Linked DNA regions of Sus scrofa: region 1 is linked to region 2. A link is a contact called in public HiChIP or PLAC-seq data. All regions are on one chromosome and are shown on one strand. The core of a region is the stretch at or near the end of the contact, and the rest is flanking DNA. Distances in the headings are between cores, read along the strand shown. Region 1 overlaps DIS3L2 (DIS3 like 3'-5' exoribonuclease 2). Region 2 overlaps DIS3L2 (DIS3 like 3'-5' exoribonuclease 2).

Region 1 (7,156 bases), core at 82-2,581, 130 kb before region 2:
TGCTCTCCGCTCCCCTAGAACTGCCTTAGACGAGGGGGGCGGCTGGTGATGTGCCGGGGGTCTCAGGCCTGCGCGGCGCTGATGCTGACGGCAGGCTGCAGTCCCGCCCTGCCAGGCCTGGGCCTCTCCTCCGCCTCGACCCTGACCTCTCCGCCCTGCCGGGCAAGAGGGGCTGGGCCTCCACAACGTTCCCTTTCCAGATCCATTTTACCAGCCTAACCAGATGAGAGACTCAGCCCACCCCTTCCCCACCCAGAACGCTCAGAAGGTGGCTTTGGAAAGGATCACAGAGCTGGGCAGCCAGGGCAGAGTGGCATGGCTGCCGCCCAACCCTGAAAATGCATCGCTTTTCAAAGACCAAAACCAACTGAGAGACTAGAACAGCCTCTTTCCCCTCAGCCACCAGGCACTTGTCGCAGCTCTGCGGAGTCTCATGCAAATGGAATCAGGCCACTTACGGAGCTAGTTCAATTAGCTCCTGGTGAAAACTACTAACTTGGAAATTTGATAAGAATTTGCTCCCTGCCAGCGGCAAATCCATTTCTTCTAAAGACGGCATTTTCCCCACTTGGGCACTCACCGCGGGCCGGGAGTCCTTGGGCTTTGCATTGGCCGTGAAGGCAGCTGCTGGGCCCTCCTGAGAGCAGCGTGCCCGAGCGGGTGGGGGGCGGGGGGGGGTTCACTGCGGCTGACAGCCCGAGGCTGTGACCACCCTGGAGGGGACCCGCTGCTCTCCTGGCGCCCCCAAATTGAGTGGGATGTGGTGGGAAAATGCAAGGGCCCAGGGAGTCGGAGCAGGGGAGGTGGGAAGTCTGGAGCCAATGAAGACAGAAGTGGGAGCAGCTGGGCTGGGGCGGGGGAGGGAGCGAGGTGGAGCTGGTGGCCTGTGAGCCTGAAAGGGGGAGGCCTGGAGAGAGGGAGCTGCCGGCAGAGTGGCCTGGGGGCGGTGAGGGGGCGCCCACCCACGGCAGCAGGCACCCTGCTGCAGGCCTCTGCGCCGAGGGTGCTGCGGCTGCGGCTCGGGCCTCTCGCTGACCCCTCTCCTCCTGGGCTGACTGCAACCTGCTGAGCGCTTTGGACCTTCCCATGAAACCGCAGGGAAATGAATGGGGCCGCGTTCACAGGCACGGAAAAGCCCAGAGGAGCAGGCCTCTGGAGCCAGACATAACAGGCCCCGTGGGTGAGGCCGGAGCCAGGTTTCCTCTTCGGGGAGGCTGAATCCACTCCAGGCCTTTCTATAGGCTCAGCAGGCGGGGCCCAGCTGCAGCAGGAGGCACGTTTCAGCTGCTTGTTTTTCTAGCTCTAGAGGAAGTCTCCAGAGGCTCCGCTTCAGAGAGGCCGGGGCCCTGCCAAAGGGAGGCCCAGCGGCTGCGGTAGGGAGTGGGGAGGGGACATGCGGGGAGCCGGTTGACAGGCAGAAAGCCCTTTGTCAGCGTAAAGCTGGAGAAGCCTCGCTCCCTTCCCGAGGTTCAGGGCTCTGCTCTTCAAGGCACCAGCAGGCCTGCGTGGGGCAGTGGCCCTGGGCTGAGCTGGTGGACAAAAAACTCCCCCAAAGCAGAACCGGGGCGCAGTTTGTGCTGAGCGGCCTGGCAGAGCTGGGTCACTAGGGCTTGCTGGCTCCACTGCGGTGGGGACACACATGGCTTCTGCCACTCCTCGCTGCTGTCTAACTGGAATTAGAACCGCTGACCAGAGGAGGTGCAGCCAAGACGCACAGAAGCCAGGCCACCTCTGGGAGCCACCATAGGGCCCTCCAATGGCTTATCTGCCCCGCGTGGACCCCAGCCCAGCAGCAGGGGCTGGTTCTGCAGCCTAGGATAAAGGACAGAGCTTGGATAAGCTCCGTAGGGGCTGGCAAGGCCATCACTGACGATGACCACTTGTTGGTCACTTTTGATTTGGAAATTAGGCTTTAGGCCCCCAAATATTTGAGAGAGAAGTGTGTTCTGGATACACGGGTCCCCCCCTGCCGCACACACGACAAAAGGCAGCTGGGTAGCAGAGGACAAGGCACAAAGGCAGGCGTTCCTGAGCATTTGAGCGTGCTTTGCTCACCTCCGAGACACTTTTGGCCCCAGGGCCTCTGGGGAGCAGCTCCCCTTGGGCAGGGCCACCCCCCCCACCACACGGCCACCACAGGCTGGTCTCAGGCCAGGCTTTCTGGGCACATTATTTCATTGAGTCCTCACAAAACCCCGCATGGGAAGTGGCAGGTCAGCCCTAAATCTATGCAGAGGGAAACCGAGTGTCTGAGAAGCCAAGGACAGTGACCATGGAGATGAGAGAATGTGGCGGGGCTGTGGTCTGGAGACTGGGCTTTGTGACTCTAAGGTCTGTCCTCTGTCCCCATCTTGTGACGGGAGGGGGGGCCAGGCCTGGTGCTGTGAGCGGAGGAAGGGCAGCTCATGTGTCCATCTGGAATGGGAATCCCAGTGCTTTAGGTCAGTGGTGGCTTCTCTGCCACAAAGGGAGAGCGTGTGTCTCTCTCCCGCCCCGGCCCCAGCGCAGCAATGCCACCTCGGGCCAGCCGGTGGGCAGCTGAGTGGGCAGCTGGGCCCGTGGAGGGAGGCCCACAGGGGGTGCAGCAAGCTGCCCGGGGGCTGCTTCTCTGCCCACTGTGGGAATCAGCTGGAGCAGTGGGGCCTGAGCCCCGACACACCGACCTCCTACGGGCACTGCGCGGGGGACCCCAGGAGGAGAAGGACGGGTGCAAGGCACAGGTGGGACGTGTCCTGGCGGGGAAGCCATCTGGCTGTGAAACCACCTTGGGAAATAGCTGGGCAGACTGCATGAGGGTTCCAGTCGCTGCAGCGGCCCCTGCGGGGTTCCTCTTCACCCTAAGGTCCTCTCCTAAGGACTGGGCGCCAAGGTTTCCTTGCAGTGACCGGCCAAGGGCTCTGCTGACAGCGAGAGTCAACTCTGGGCCACGGTGGCACCTGGGGCGGTCCACCGCTTCCCTACGTCCTTCCTCCTGATTGTCAAGGGCACCTCCTGTCCTCAGCAAGGGCTGCAGCAGCTGCAGAGCCGAAGTCACTCATCTCGACCTAGTTCGCCATCTCCCTGGCAACCTCAGAGGGACGGGCAGCGGCTGCTCCCTGCCCCCGTGTCTGATGTTGGCACACCGCACAGGGCAACACGGAAGCCCGCCTTCGGGCCGGGCAGGGCCACCTCCATAACCCTGCCTTCCCGCCGCCTGTCTCCTGCTCAGCGGGACAAAGAGGACAGGCCTGGGGCTCCCTCCCCACGTGGACGCCTCCTCCCGTCTGCCTCTGGGGCTCCGGCCTCCTTTTGGTCGCGGTGCTGCCCCTGGGATGAGCACAAGCGCCGAGCTGGCTCCCTCCCACGGCTCTAGTTCGCCTGCCACTGGCTCACAGGCTCTGCCTCTTGCATCTGTGCACCTCGTTTTTGCTAACGCTTCTCCTGTTCCACCTGCGGAAACGTGCTGCGGAGGGTCACGGGGGAGCGGAGAGTCATCTTTGGGGCCGTGGCCGTCGTGACCCGTAGACATCCTGCCCTGCGAGCCGCCGAGCCCCACGGGCGAGCCTCACCCGAGCCCCGCTAGTCTGTCCCACGAGGGTGTTTTCTCACCCACCTCTGCGCCGGGCAAAGAATTCGGGCATTTTTGCTTCCCCTGCTGGCTTCCATCCTGTCAGGAGGCCCAGCCCTGGCCATGTAAAGGCGCCGAGCTAAGGGCACTCTGGCGTCTTGTGTCAAAGGCTGCAGCTCCTGTGGCCCTGGCACCTCCCGCTGACCTGACGCCAGCCTCAGCCCAGCTCTCCCCGCGGCCACGAGGAAGCTGCCAGCCTCTTTGGGCTTCCCCTGGGGGGAATGGGCACCCACACTTCCTAGGACCCCCCCCCCCCGGGGCCTCTCTGCTGCTCCCTCACCTGCCACGCCCTAACCCACCTCCGCTGAATCTCAGTTCAAGGCATCCCCCTCGTTGGCCCAGGCCCTCTGGGCTCTTCTAGCCCCAGAACTCATTGTTGGATTGCGACTATCTCTTTTGAGGCCAGATTTCCAGTCTGGGGACCAGGCCTTGCCCGGCTCTGTGTCCCAGGGCCAAGGGCACGTGTAGGTGCCATTCCACCTGGCTCAGACGGGCCACGGACTGTGATGGCCAATGCTTTCTCAACTATGTCTGTTTGGGGAATGAACGTGGCACTTCAGAGACATGATTTGCTTGGTGTTCCACAGAAGATGCAAAAGGGGGGCGTTCCCTGGTGGTCTAGTGGTTAGGATTTGGTGCTTTCACTGTTGCGGCTTGGGTTCAATCCCTGGTCTGGGAACTGAGATCCCACATCGAGCCGCTACATGCTTTGGCCAAAAAGAAAAAAAAAAAAGAAAGATTCATTTAAAAAAAAATACAAATAAAAAAATGTTACAGGGAAAACAGGCCTGTTTGTAGAGGCGGAAGTGGGCTCCAGAAGGGCCTAGGAGTGGGGTTTGGCTCCTGCAGCTCCCCTTCAGTTCTCCCTGCTGGAAAGCAGGCAGGCAGGTGAACTCAACAGACGGAACCTAGGTCAGCTTCTGCCAGCCTGATGGGGCATGCTAAATGTGCTCCAATGAAACTCTTCCTTGCCTCTACACAGGCATGACTTAGATCCAGCGCTGGCGACAATGTGGCTGGGGCTCACTTGTTGGCCCCCTGAGAGATGAGCACTTTTGTCCAGAGCAGCCCTCCTCACTCTCAGTATGAAAGCTAGCAGATTAAAAAAAAAAAAAAAACCAAAAAACCCCCTCTCTTTCCACGCCTGGGCTGTTTCCACTGAACTAACACTTGTCTTATCACCCACTGGGACGCGGTGTGTTGAGTCTGGCAGAGCTCTTCACCAGTAATGCGACTTTTAAAATATTGACTCGCCGTTTTATGAACTAGGTTCAGAGTGGTTTAAACGGATTTATTCCCGTCCCGAGCCTCTGGGCTTCCCCAGCATTGTCGCGACCCTCCTAGACACACACAGCCGATCTCCAGGGCACACCGGCTCTCCCTCCACACCCTGGAGGGGTGGCGAGCAGGGAGACTGGTGGCTCTCGCCCCCACCTCGACCCCTGCATCTCTGGACCAAGGAAAGCTCTCAGACTCAAGCTGAGTGACAGCATCAGTCCTTTCCAGGTGCCACCCTCAACTCCACCTTAGACCCAAGGCCAGAACAGCCTGGATTAGGCCTCCTTCCAGGTGAGCTGAGTTGACGGCAAGGCAGCAAGGCCAGTGGGTGTCCAAACCTGACTACATCCCGTGGTTCTACTTTCTGAGCTGCCTCTGCCGGCCAAGTCCACCTTTCAGAGCCCTGCTTTTCCAGGACCTAGAGATGCTCTCCGAAAGTTCTCCAGGCACATGGGAAGCTGACTAGACTTCTGCGGCAGCAACGGCCTCCGGGAGCTTCACAGGTAGCTCAGGCCAGGTGTGGGCAGCCTTTTCCTTTCAGGCCTCCTCAGGGTGAAAACTGCTCTTCCTGGGAGAAGCCACAGCACCCAGGGCTCTCTGGCCTCAGCCCAGCTGCCCCCACGTGGGAGGAGGCCCTGCCCAGTGCCCTGAAGGGCCCTGCGGGGTCCAGGCCTCCCGCCTCTCCCAGCAGCCACTGCGGAGCGGGACTGTGCTCTCTCTCCACGCCCGTTCATTTCCCAGAAAATCCTTGTGAAACTCGAGCCCAGTTCCTCATAGGTCACGTTTGGCTGTTGCAGAATTACTGCCAACGGGTCATTTTGCAACAGCACAAAGACCTGGCTGCTGGCTTTATCAGAACATCCTCACAGGCAGCGTGAAAATCAGGGCAGGGTCCACTGCCAACCTCACACAGCGACTGGGCACACACCTCTGCCACGGCCTTTGTCGCCACCTGTGAAGTTGTCTGACACACTTGTCCGCCTCGGTGGACAGGATCTTTCTCATCGCCTGGCCCTGGCACAGCAGCTGGTACTAGCAGGAGTCCAATGGTTTGCTAGACAAGCAAAAGAAAGGCGTCTAGATCTGGGCCAGGAAACCACCTGGCAAGCGCCTCCTCTGCCCACGAGGCACAGGGACAGATGTCCTCAGGGTGCTTCCTCCCACGCTGGGGAGGTTCCTAGGGGTCACTTTTTAAGCTGGGCAGGGAGTTGACCCACCTGGCAGGTAACACAATGCTGAATATATACGGCTTCCTCAAGATGCCTGTACCTCCCACCCCCCGGCACGAGCTCAGCTTTATCGGGGCTCTGATGGGTTCTGGCCTCGGGCCTCCAAGGAGACCTGGTCTGGCCTGGAGCTGGGGGAGGACGCGCAGGTGGCCGGCTTCTCCCCGTGCGTGGGCAGCTTCGCTTTGTAACGGAGCACAGCAGGCAGTGGCGACCCCCGCGTGTTCCTGCTTGTCAAGGTCAAGAGGGAGGGCGGGGGTCCACCCCACTCTGCCCGAATAACCCAGACAGGCTAACCTCTCCAAGCTCGCTACCCACCGGGTAAGGCGGCAGTGTGATACACTGTGCCAAGCTCTTATCTCAGGGCCTGGCGTGTGGCAAGTATTCCATAAACATCAGTGACAACTGTTACAATAACCTTAAGGTGACAAGAGCTTGGTGTCATTAGAATACGGAAGAATGCTAGAACAGAGGACACGAAGGGACAAGAGCAAAGGCAGCCTGCAGACGTGCCTTCAGTGCTTGCTGGGCGTCCGGGGGCTGGGATGGAGGTACCGCCCTGGCCCTTGAGCCCAGGGGATCGGCGGATGGACACGGACTCACTCCCCGGCCCCCCGCCCCCGTGAGAATTTTCTTAGTCACACGCTGGCTCTTTCCTGGGGCGTTTGTTTACCGGGTTCCCACAGGCGTGTTCTGAGCCCTCTGGGCAATGGTTCCCTGAGAGGATCCCAGGCGGGTGGTTTTACCCCCCTTCCTCTGCGCTCTACCCACCAAGCCTTTTCCATTTCATTGCAAGGAGTTTATGGGTCACGAAGCCTGAGTGGAGCCTGCGTCGCAGGAAACACAGCAAAGTACTGGTGTTTCTGAGGAGGCGAATGGCCACGCAGAGAAGATAAGACGACACTAACGAGGGAAGGATGCACTAGGGAAAAGCCAAAGGAGGCGTTCCCGTCGTGGCGCAGAGGAAGCGAATCCGACTAAGAACCATGAGGTTGAGGGTTCGATCCCTGGCCTCCATCAGTGGGTCAAGGATCCTGCATTGCTG
Region 2 (6,785 bases), core at 3,260-5,759:
TCTATGAGGGTGATTTCCTGCTCCTTCCCGTGTCTTGCAGAAGTGGGGTGTGCCACTAAATCATCTTGTTGGGACCGGGGGGACGGGACCCAGGGATAATTCTGCCGAAGACCTGGGGCCATGCAGTTAGCCTTGACGCAGTTCTACCTGGAAGTGGTTCTGATCAGTTCATTTCCAAGAAAGAACCGTATACGTCTCCCACGCGATACAGTGACGTGTACACACCCTATGCCGGTTTATCCTACACACCTCTCATTCTCAACCTGTGAGGCCCCAGGACCCTCTCATTTTGCTTCAGAATTTCCCAAATAACTCGCCCCACCCCCGCCCCCCACCACGCAAACACCTAAGGGCTTGGGCAGTCTGTCCTCAGCTCTCCACTCCCCCTGCCTGGTCCTCCCCGGGCACCGGCTGGAGGTCGGGTGCTCAGCAGAAGCCCCCTTCCCTCATGCAGGCTGTCTAGTCAGCCCTCCCCGCTCCACTGGACTCGCGCCAAGGTCTCCCTCCACTCCCTCGGGTGCCAAGAGTGCCCTGCCGCCACCCCCGGTCTCCGTAACACTGCTGACGGTGTGGGCCGTGCCTCGCTTTGTTCCTGAAGGCGTGTTTCCTCTGTTACACCTCTGCTCAAAACCTCCCCAAAGCCCTCCGAGGTTGCCGAGCAGCGCTGGGCGCTGGGCTGCCAAGCTCCTGGGGTTTTATCTGTCCCTTCCTCCCCATAATTCTCACTGGCCCTCTCTGGTCCTTCACACTGACTGTCGAACCACCACGACACCCTGACTCTAAAACAAGATTTCAGGACGCACTATCTGTTCAATAACAGCTTTTGGGGGAAAAAACTCCACCATGTTACATATATACACTGATTTTAAAGTATTTCAGGATTTCAAACATGTCAAAATGATAAAAAAAAAAAAAAGACTTTTAAATGGCAAGTGGATACATGTATGAGCAAACTATGGTGCATCTGTATAATGGAATGCTACTCGTCAAAAGAAAGGAACAAATTATTCATATATTCAACAACTTGGATCAATCTCAAAGCCACTGCTGGAGTTCCCATCGTGGCTCAGTGGTTAATGAATCCCACTAGGAACCATGAGGTTGTGGGTTCCATCCCTGGCCTTTCTCAGTGGGTTAAGGATCCGGTGTTGCTGTGGCTGTGGTGTGGGCCAGTAGCTACAGCTCCGAATAGACCCCTAGCCTGGGAACCTCCATATGCCGTGGGAGCAGCCCTAGAAAATCCAAAGAGACAAAAAAAAAAAAAAAAAAAAAAAGAAAGAAAGAAAAGGAAGCCACTCCCACAAACTTACATAACCTATGACTCCATTTATATGACACTCTCAAGAAGACGAAATTACATGACAGAGAGCAGATCAGCGATTTCCAGGGCCTGGGGAAGGCGTGATTATAGCGGGGTCCGTGTTCTGGGGGAGTGGTGCTCTTCTGTACCCTGACTGCGGTGGAGGCTACATGAGCCTCTATGTGTCCTAAAATTCATAGAACTGTACCACAAAGGTCAGACTGTTTATTAATTTAAAAACTAAAATTTAAATGTGATTTTTGAATCAAGGAGAGTAAAAAAAAAATTAACAGACTTGATCAATGGGCGCTAGGATTATGGATTAGTTTCTTTCCTTTATACTTGTCCATATTTTTCCAAATTTTCACTATGATTAGGTATTACTATTACAAATGGAAAAAAATGAATGCTGCAGAGAATCTCCTCCATGCAAAACTCAGATGCAAGTTATTGTTTATAAGGATGTTCAGCAATCTTGTAAGGTCCTATTGCTCAATATAGGTAATAGCTTGCAAACTATGCATGTGGTGAAACTGTATTCTCCCTGGGGAGAATACAGTTTCGAGATAAGAGGACGGAAAGGCGCATGCCACTAAGGCGGAGGAACAAGAGCATTCGGAGCACTGTCCCAGGTAGAGCCCTTCATCAGAGGCCCAGTTTCCTCGCTAAGTGTCCTGAGAAGGGGCTCATACAGCATGGGGAACACAAATGAGGGGGGGGGGGTCTCAGGATAAGAAGAAATCATTTGTTTCCCTATCTAAAAGGAGGTGTAATTACACAAGCCTGCCAGAGGAAGAGAGAAACACTGACGTCCCCTGGGAAACAAGCTCCTAAAAGGCTTTGTTCCAGCGCCACAAAGGGTGCGGCTCGCAAGTGTCTGCTGAGTGAATGAATGAATGAATGCACAGGAAGAGGCAGGAGATGAAGTTAATTCTGATCCCACGGTAATGAGCTCTGAACTGCTGAGCAGCCTGAGCTTGATTCACAAGGTCAAGAAGGACCTGTCTCAACTATATTCAATAAAACATATTTTAAAGAAGGAACTGTCTGGAGTTTCCATTGTGGCTCAGTGGAAATGTATCTGACCAGTATCCCTGAGGACGCAGGTTCGATCCCTGGCCTCGCTCAGTGGGTGAAGGATCTGGCGTTGCCGTGAGCTGTGGTGTAGGTCGCAGGTGTGGCTCGGTTCTGGCGTTGCTGTGGCTCTGGCGTAGGCCGGCGGCTACAGCTCTGACTCAACCCCTAGCCTGGGAACCTCCATGTGCTGAGGGTGTGGCCCTAAGAAAGACCAAAAATAAAAATAAAAAGGAAGGAACTGCCTGTTTTCTTGCTCCTTTTCATATTCCCTCATGAAAGCCAGCAAAAATGCATTACATATCCCAAGTACTCAATAAATGCTTGTTGAACTGAAACTGAAATGTCAGACTTGGTGGTAGGAAAGTTCTGGTCCTCCTTCAGTCATCCTACTGACAGCAAAAGAAGCCGAAAGAACACTCTGTTAGCTTGACGGGGGCCACAGTTTACTGTTTTACTTGGAGAGTTGACTGGGAAGTTAGGGTTTCTGAAAATCAAATGTGTCGGGTGTTTTGAGGCTTTCATTTCTATGAATGAATGACAACGACCACTTCGACATTTCTGTCCTTAAACTGATTCAGCCAGTATGTGACAGAGTAACGTTTTAAGGCTTCAACGATTAGTTTGCAGATGTCTTCTCTGAGAGGACCCACCCATCATTTTGAGAAAAATCTGAGACTAGTCTGTGAGCACACAAACCAAGTCTCTACTAGGCATTTTTTTTTTTTAAATCTGCGCTTAAACCAGAAACATAAAAGGCTAAATTGAACCATCTCCGAGGAATGGTTCGTAGGAAGGCATACCATCCGAACACTATTCTTGATCAGGGGTCGGCAAACTACAGCTCACAGACCGAATGGGGCCTGCCACCTGTTTCTGAATGGCCTGCAAGTTAAGAATGGTTTTTACCTTTCGAAATGATTGAAAAAAATCAAAGGGAAAATATTACTTCATGACACATGAACATGACGTGACATTCAAATTTCGGTACACATAAACGAAGCTTTCTTGGAAGGCAGTCGTGCTTTCTGGACCCAGGGGCAGGGGTTGAGGAACAGAAAGTATGCTGATCCCTGTTTTACATCAGTGTTCTCCACTCTCCTGAATAAGTGTTTTAATTTTTTTAAAAGGTCCTAAGTCATTTGGTAAATGCCCAGCCAATGTTTTAATTGCAGGACTTCTCAGAGCCTTCAGCATGCTGGTATCGTGTAGTTCTTGCCAGACTCATTTGATCTTGGCACTTTTTTGTGGCAGAGACTCAGGAGAGTCCCCCTGAGAGGTGATACACTGCACTGAAACACCTGCACAAGCATCCAGTAGAGTCTTTGTCCACATGGGGCCTTGCTACCATGCCTACCCCACAGGAGTCCAGTAAAAGGGCTATGCTCTTTGCTGCAGGGAGGCTGATAAGGGCCTAGCTCATGTGATCACTTGGTGCCCCTTTCACGAGTACATACAGAACAAGTTCACGCAGTGCAAGGACTCACCCCGCTCCTGAGCAAAGAGTTTGTTTGGACCTTACACACATGTGGATTTTATCCTTTAAGTTTCCTTCTTTGCTTTGGCCGCTAGGAAACTCAGAAAAATATTTGTGACTTGTTTCAAGAGGGTCTTATTTGTAGTTTGAACTTTGTATACTAACCTTTATCCTGGGTGTGCCTAATTTTCCTACTCATATATTCTTTTTGCCCTGTAGCCTGATTTTTAAAAGGTTCACTGCAATATATGTATATCTGCAAGGTGCCTTAAATCTTTTCTTTTTTTTTTAAAGCAGGGTATAAAACACACACACACACATATATTGAGAGGTTACATCATTTCAGAATCATGTGTTGAGGGGATGCTGGAAGAAAAAGAGACATTCGGTACAGCCTACTAAAAGAACCCACTTCTAGACTGAGTAAAACTCAAGAGAGCTCCCAACAAGTATTTGCACTCTAGCAATGGACTCCAAACTTGCTCTCTCACTATGGAAAATTGGGAGAAGGAAGGGAACAGTGAGTGACCCCGACAGACCCCAGTCCTCAGGGCTGAGAGCCAGTGATTTCATCTGTTGTCATCACTACAATTATGAACTGGCCACAATGCGGAGCATGAGGGCTCCTTCTGGTTGTGGCCACAGCGGCTGGGAGCTGCTGGCCTCAGCACTTGGGAGCCCGGCCCCGTGGGGGCGGTGCTCCACGCAGCTGTTACACTCTGTTAACATGCTTGGGATTTTACTGGCTCCTTTTCTGGAAGGCTCTGGTCTCACAACCTGCAGGGAGCAGCCTGGCCTGCCAGCTTTCAGAACCTGTGAGACCAAATATTTGAAGAGTTCCGCAACAACGGTTAGAAAGAAGCTAACCCTGACCCACAGCAAAGGAAGTGCCAGGTTGGGGAGGAAAAGACTTGAGGCTCCCGTTCATGAGGCTGCAGAACTGCAATTCAGAGCAGCGTTATGTAACCCAAATTTCTGAAGGCACGTGACTGCAGGGCTTAGTAGAACTTTTTAAAGTGACAGACAACGTCTAAGACTGTTTTACTCAAAGCCACTGGTCCCGGAAGAGAACACACGAAGGGTAACGAAAAGCCTTCTGTAATCCCTTAAGACCTGGCCTAGAACACCAGGAAATCACAACAGCAAAGAAAGAGCTGTTCCTCTGTCACTCACACCCTCTTCCTCTCCTCTGACCTCGCGGCCTCTTCCTCCTCCAGGCACCAGCGTTGCTACCTCCTTGCAGCTGGAAGCAGCTGTCTAGGCTCCACAGCAGCATTTACTCACCACGTGGTCACCATTTACCTCACTGGACTCTGGCCATGGCCCCCACCACATCACAGAAATTGCTCTCCCCAAGGTCGTGGCTGCTGCCAGACTCATCATCTTAAAGCAGGCGGCTGGTCCAAAACCTTCATCAACTCCTTACTGAGTAAAATGGAACGTCAGCTTAGAACGCAAAGCCTTTCATGCTGTGGCCCCAGGAGGTACTTTTCTAGCAGGTGGCACACTCCCTACGTGTACCTTATGTGCCAAACTTTTCTCTGCACCCTCTGGTCCCTGAACCATGGTTTGTGCTCTTCGTAACATTAAGACATTTACGCCACCCATCTCCAATGGCTGAGGCCGACCGGCTTTTAAAGGCTGGCCTGCAACACCATCTCTGTTCCAGGGAACCTTTGTGGCTCCAGAGAGTGAAGCCGCCTCTCCCCGCCGCTGCTCTGCTCTGCTCATGACTACAACCTGTCCTTCTCCAAGGACACTGGCCACTGGCCCTGGCATGTTGGTGGTGCTGATGGACACATCTTATCACGGGGACAAGGCGGGGAGCGCCTCGGGGTCTGGCTCTGACACTGACCTCTCTGGGTATCTCTTCCAGCCCCCTGAAGGCACACGGAATGAGTAGCTGATGGACAAGTGAAGGGAAAAAGGACCAAGGGGCGCTCTGCAGCACTTTTCCATTCAAGTTTACCACTGTGTCTTGGGAAATACATTTAGGATTAGAACTCATGACCTCCTGGCGTCCAATCCTGTGGTCACACCACAGTGTTATTGTTTCCAAGGGTGAACTTTTCTGTCTTCGTCCCATCTTCTTTTCTCATAAAACAGTGTTTTACAAACTGCGGTTCAGGGACCATTTCCAGACTAACAAAATTTATAGAGGCCCTCTTCTGTCCGTGACTCTGGGTCTGTCTCCTTGCTAGCAAGCAATTCTGGAGACAAGGATCTGGGTCAGTGATGGTGAATGGGTGAAAAAGGACGGAAAAAAATTTAAGAAATAACCTTACGAGGATAAAGACTAACAAATTTGACTCTTTTAGATGAGATGGTATCAAAGTTTACGTAGAAATCAGAATATTTTACATTAAACCAGAGCAAGAAACTTAACTAAAGAGCTGGAGCCCTCAACCGGGGGAATGTGTGTCCATAAGGACCCCGTGCAGAGAGTCCAGCCAGATGGGTGCTGGGGCGAACCAGTCAGGTCAGATGCCGGACTCATCCGAGCTTCCATTTCCCGTGGACTTTCTCAGGGATGGGCCGACCTCTCCTCTTGCAGGCAAAGGGAGCTGGGAGCAATATTCAGACCCAGCCCCTTCAGTGCAGCACGGCTGGACCTTTGATGTTTTCTGATGGCAGCTGTGGGTATGTTAATACTCTTTCACTCGGTTCTACTGCCACAACAGAGGCTCAGAAGTCTGGTACAAGCCACACATTTTTCAGAACAGAAAAAGACCAAGGTCTATTTAAAGCAGACCGAGATCTTGGTCCATCCGTCCCTCCACCTCCTCCAGTGATGAAATGACACCTATGAGGCCACAGAGTGAAGAGAAAGAAATGATGCAATGCTCTGGGAAGGGTTTTTTTTGTTTGTTTTTTTTTTTTTTTTTTTTTTGTCTTTTTATCTTTTTGTCTTTTTCTAGGGCCACACCCACGGCA

The links. HiChIP or PLAC-seq counts read pairs in DNA pulled down with a chosen protein or histone mark.
Region 1: an H3K27ac HiChIP or PLAC-seq map of alveolar macrophages shows a contact between it and region 2. The contact joins two enhancer-like sites. A contact is called at or near these places in 1 of 47 Hi-C or Micro-C datasets (epiblast stem cells) and 2 of 2 datasets of contacts at active chromatin or transcription factors (alveolar macrophages and skeletal muscle).

The regions. Positions count from the first base shown.
Region 1 is chr15:132,881,501-132,888,656 of Sscrofa11.1, reverse strand. All of the region lies in intron 14 of DIS3L2 (DIS3 like 3'-5' exoribonuclease 2), which reads right to left. Among named protein-coding and RNA genes, the nearest start is that of ECEL1, 110 kb to the left of the region's middle. Within about 2 kb of position 1,331, at least 40 of the 83 cell types and tissues checked have an H3K27ac peak or open chromatin away from gene starts, as enhancers often do. A contact at or near this core is called in alveolar macrophages and skeletal muscle, where this site is marked.
Region 2 is chr15:132,752,570-132,759,354 of Sscrofa11.1, reverse strand. All of the region lies in intron 9 of DIS3L2 (DIS3 like 3'-5' exoribonuclease 2), which reads right to left. Among named protein-coding and RNA genes, the nearest start is that of DIS3L2, 220 kb to the right of the region's middle. Within about 2 kb of position 4,509, at least 38 of the 83 cell types and tissues checked have an H3K27ac peak or open chromatin away from gene starts, as enhancers often do. A contact at or near this core is called in alveolar macrophages and skeletal muscle, where this site is marked.